Linked DNA regions of Capra hircus: region 2 is linked to region 1. Evidence: chromatin contacts called from public Hi-C data. All regions are on one chromosome and are shown on one strand. Each heading gives the region's core, a stretch centred on a gene start, on an enhancer-like site or on the middle of the called end of the contact. The rest is flanking DNA. Distances are from core to core; before and after follow the strand shown. Region 1 has its middle 17 kb from the start of DYNC1H1. Region 2 holds the start of MOK (MAPK/MAK/MRK overlapping kinase).

Evidence for each region. A called contact is a pair of places that touch in the nucleus more often than the background predicts.
Region 2: a contact with region 1 is called in a Hi-C map of blood, with 2.2 times the contacts expected there. The contact joins the promoter of MOK here to the enhancer-like site in region 1. A contact is called at or near these places in 3 of 5 Hi-C or Micro-C datasets (blood and liver).

What each region holds. Positions count from the first base shown.
Region 1 is chr21:66,092,286-66,094,844 of ARS1.2, reverse strand. No RefSeq gene overlaps it. Among named protein-coding and RNA genes, the nearest start is that of DYNC1H1, 17 kb to the left of the region's middle. Within about 2 kb of position 1,289, at least 5 of the 5 cell types and tissues checked have an H3K27ac peak or open chromatin away from gene starts, as enhancers often do.
Region 2 is chr21:66,357,401-66,359,959 of ARS1.2, reverse strand. MOK (MAPK/MAK/MRK overlapping kinase) reads left to right here and starts at 1,290. Exons shown (of 12, transcript XM_018066526.1): 1 at 1,290-1,493. The coding sequence starts at 1,487.

The DNA.
Region 1 (2,559 bases), core at 40-2,539:
TCCTGACGCAGAAGAAACATACTGGGGAAAAAACGAAGAAACTCTGAACAAGCTGTGGACTCCAGTTAACAATAACGTGTCTGTACCGTTAAATCAATTGTAGCAAACGCAGCAACCACATAAGATGTTAGTAACAAAGGAGATACTAACATGTCAATGATAAAGGAAATTGTGCTGTGTGGTGGTGGCATGAGGTGTAACATAGGTACCCCTTTACTCTTTGCAGCAAACCAAAAACTTTTTAAGTCTGTTAACAAAGAAAGTGAGGCAGGGGCTGCTGTGATGACCGCAAGGGTCACAGAGCCCCCCCGCTCGAGGGGGATCACACCTCCTAATGCGGCGGTGGGTGGCTCCGGTTCTTTGGGGAAAGGGTCCCGGGGTGGCCATGCCTAGCCTGCTTATGGCCCGTCCCTCGCTTTAAGGTGAAACTCGCAGCTCCCGCCCGCCCTTCCAGCATCCTGAGTATGCCCCCAGAAGACCAGGAGCCTGGTCTTCCAGACACCGGGGTCGACGATGGAGATCAAGGGGGCACGAGGGCCAGGCGGTTCTCACCGACGAGAGCCGAGTACCTTCTGGAGGAGCTGCATGGGCTCCTCTGGGTGCAGGAGCCACCTGGTGGAAGGCCTGCGGGCTGAGACACCTGGGTCCAACCCTGGCTCCTTCGCGCCCAGGCTGTGCGGCGTCAGCACTGACGCCCCTCTACCACGCCGCCCCATACCGCTGCTAAGACCTAGTAAGACGACACAAGGCGAGCAGGCGGTTCGCACCGCCACAAGCCCACTCTGGACGGCGGGCCCCGGAAGTCAGACAAGGACAGCGGGCTCTGCTCAGCGCGTGATCCGCGGTCAGCCTCCCGGGCTGGTGGAACCGGGCGCCCGCTTTCCGGAGCCGCCGAGTCCCGCCTGGCCTTCGCCCCGCTTCCTAGCCGGCGGCGCGTTCCACGCACCCCAACTCCCCTGGCCTGGGGGCAGCCCTGGGCCCGTCTCACAGGTGAGGGCACTGAAGGCCGGACCGCGCTTCCGGCGGGCTCCTCGTTCAGTCAGGGCTGGGACTTGCCCACGGCGGCGGCGTGCGGACGCCGGGACTCCCCGGCAGCCTGCGAGCTTCGCCGGCCGGAAGCCCGTCTTGACTCCACATGCCTCTAAGCCCTCTACCCGGGTCGCGACCGCTGCGGGCACGTGCCCCGGCGTCGGCGCGCCCCGCGGGGACCGGACGCCCTGGGATTGGCCCATCCCTGCCACGGGGACGGGAATCTCTCCTCGAGATCTCCGACTTTTGCGTGAATCTCGCTTGCTCGCGAGACTGCTGTCCAATTGGTGACTTGAAGCCCCACAATGCATCGGGCGGGGCGGATGTGTGTCTTCGCGCGCCGCTCGCGTCATCTTTCTGAGCCCGCCTGCGGTTTGCGGTCCTTCTCACCCGGAAACGTTGGCTCTGCTTACTGGTTTCTGGCGAATGGGACGAGTTTCTCAAAACTTCCCTGCCCGGGCCCTAAAGGCCTTGTTCCCGCGACCTCCTCCGAAGCCTTGGCTTCCGCCCTCAGTTTTGTCTTGGCCTGGCTCTCGCTCCAAGCCCTGATTTGAGATTCCTCGTTCTATCTAGGGATACTTAAGCCGGGGTCTTTTACTGGACTTTCTGGGATTCCCTTCAGATTATATGGAGGGTAGGCCGTGTAGGAAATGGCAATCCACTCCAGTATTCCTGCCTGGAGAATCTCATGGACAGAGGAGCCCGGCGGGCTACAGTCCATGGGGTCGCAGAGAGTCGGACACGGCTGGGAGCTCCTATGGATTGTTAGTGGGTGGGGGGCTTCATCAGGTTTATATGCTAAGAACCCTCGCAGGACTAACGGGGCCCCACTTAGTCCATCCGTTGGCTTTTTTTTTTTTTTTTTTTCCTCAGCATAGAATCTGGCACAGATGTTCAGAGGTGCTTATTAGAGGGAAGAGAATATCCTAACGTTATTTCTCCCAGTTACCCTGTGCACACGCCTCAGTCTACTCCAAAAGAACACTTGGAATTACCTGTACACAACTTTTGATTGCACAAGTGCCTGGTGGAGTTAGGCTCTTCTTTCTGGCGGATGGTTTCAACCGTTCATTCTTCCATCCGACTTTGATTGAGATTGTAAACCAGCCAGTCTATGAGTAGAGCACAGCGCTAGACGCTGGAAGCACGGTGGTGAACAAGACGGGCTCAGGCTTTGTACCCATTGAGCTCACTGTCTATGGGAGAGGTTAGACCTGAGGGATAGGTCTTGAGTGCCTCTGGATGGGTCACCAGGGAGATCTGAGACTTAAGGATAAATAGCTAATAACAGAAGCAGAAGATATTAAGAAGAGGTGGCAAGAATACGTGGAAGAACTGTACAAAAAAGATCTTCACGACCCAGATAGTCATGATGATGTGATCACTAATCTAGAGCCAGACATCTTGGAATGTGAAGTCAAGTGGGCCTTAGAAAGCATCACTACGAACAAAGCTAGTGGAGGTGATGGAATTCCAGTTGAGCTGTTTCAAATCCTGAAAGATGATGCTGTGAAAGTGCTGCACTCAATA
Region 2 (2,559 bases), core at 41-2,540, 270 kb before region 1:
CCCTGAATATTTATCGAAAAGACATGCTGAAGCTGAAGCGCCAATACTTTGGCCTTCTGATTCGAAAAGGTGACTCACGGGAAAAGCTCCTGATGCTAGGAAAGATTGAAGGCAAAGGAGAAGAGGGAGGCAGAGGATGAGATGGTTAGATAGTATCACCAACTCAAGGGACATGAATTTGAGCAAACTCCAGGAGACAGTGAAGGACAGGGAAGCTTGGCATGCTGCAGTCCATGGGGTTGCAAAGGGTCGGACACTACCTAGCAACTGAACAACAACAGCAACAACCTTTTGACTCAGCAGCTCCACTTGAAGAATTTCTCCTATGGGTACACACGAACGTATGGAACATGATGTATGTTCAGGGCTGGTCACTGCAGCAGTGTGTGAAAGATCAGCTTATTAGAAACAACTGAGATGTCCAGCAGAGAACCAGTTAAATAAGAGACGGTGCAGCCATGAAGTCGAACTTCCCAGGTGGCTCAGGGGTTAAGAATCCGCTTGTCAATCGAGGAGTCGAAGGAGATGAGAGTTAGATCCCTGGGTCAGGAAGGTCCTCGAGAGGAAGAAACGGCAACCCATTTCAGTATTCTTGCCTGGAGAATCCCATGGACAGAAGAGCCTGGTGGGTTACAGTCCATGGGGTCGCAAAGAGTCGGGCACGACTGAGCGGGCACACAGACAACCATGAACTAGAAGAGCCATTAAATAAAATAATGAAGCTCTTTGGGTCCTGTTAGGGGAAAGCATCCAAGTTAAAGTATCAAGTAAAAAGTGCAAAATACAAAGCAGAGTCTATGCGAGACTACCACTGGTGTAAGAAAGAGGGAAAAAAAAAAAAAAAGATCTCTTGTGAGTTACCTACTTTATGCGGAGAGGAACTGGGGACAGAACAGTGGGAGGGAGGATTTCCACTCTGTTCTGTTTTTGATATTTTTGAATCTTGAATCACGGGACTATATTATCTACAGTCAATGGATATTCAATTGTAACATGCGACTGCACAGAAAAGGTATCAATTGACAATTATTTAGTGTGTCTCAGCCCAGTTAAAGCTCAAGGCTTTCGTCCAGGCATTAGGTCCCAAATCACTAAATTCTCAGGACGGCTGGGGAGAGCGATCCCAGAGAAAGCCGCCTACACTCAAAAACCCGGACCAGCTTAAGGCTGCGAGGAGGGTTGCTTAGCAACTAGAGTGAGGAGGCGGGCCATACTGCGCACGCGTACATGTAGGGCCAGAGGGCGCCGATAGGTCGTTTTGCGCACGCGCGGTCTCCGGCCTCGGAGTGGTCGGGACCTGACGGTTGCTAGGGTGACAGGGATACAACATGGCGGCCGGATCTTAACGCTCTCCGTTTAGGGACCACCACGGAGGTCCTAGTTCGGGACCCTGGCTCTAAGGAGTGGAAGCCAGGGCCCACACTTTCTATCCCTTTCTTCTCCGTCCAGTATCGGCAAGGGGTTGTCGCCGGCTTCCGCATCCAGGATGAAGAGTTGAGTGGAGCCCCGAGGGGCGGGACCAGAGGGCGAGTGGCGGCGGGTGGGGGCCGGCTTCGCCAGGCTCTCGGTGGGCGTGGGAGGTGGGCACTGTGGGGACCCCAAATCTCGGTGGGCTGTTGGGGACCCGCGTCCCCGGGGGCAGCCGGAGCGGGCAGCCCGAGGGGTTCAGGGCTGGTCGGGCTGTGAGGGGTCTCAGAACGTCGACCCGAGTCCAGCTGAGGTTTGTTTTGGTGCGAGGTTACATTAGAGTCTGGGGAGTTTTTCATTCTTTTAAATGGTGGGTTGAAAACATTTGGCAGTAATGTAGTGAGCGGTTACAGTGTGGCTTCCTACCTTTTATTGTCATTGGTTTAGTAGGCAGTTGAGAGGAAAGCTGGGCTGTGTATTTTACTTTATTATTATTTGGGGGTCAGGTAGTGCTGCTTTCGGAGAAGGCAATGGCATCCTACTCCAGTACTCTTGCCTGGCAAATCCCATGGATGGAGGAGCCTGGTGGGCTGCAGTCCATGGGGTCGCTAGGAGTCGGACACGACTGAGCGACTTCACTTTCACTTTCATGCGTTGGAGAAGGAAATGGCAACCCACTCCAGTGTTCTTGCCTGGAGAATCCCAGGGACGGCGGAGCCTGGTGGGCTGTCGTCTATGGAGTCGCACAGAGTCGGACACGACTGAAGCGACTCAGAAGCAGCGACAGTACTGCTTTTGTCAGAACTTCTTTACAGAAATTTTGGAAGAGCCTTTCAGTAACAGAGCGTTGCTGGGAAGTTATGAAATGAGATAGTCATCCTTGAAAATGTGAGGGGTACCATATTTATCTGTGCTTCAATTTGTGGATTATGAACAATCCAAGCGTAATCAACTAGAATGGGCTGCTTTTTTATTTTTGCATTACTGTACAGATATACTTGTCATTTATGCTGTGAACCTGAGGTCCAGAAAAATTCCAACCTGTTTTGCTGTGAAAAGATTAAATTATGTTGGGTGTAGTTATGATGTTAAACTTGCATTGTATCCTGATTGTCAATTGGTAGTTGGTATATGGCATAAATTGTGTAACAA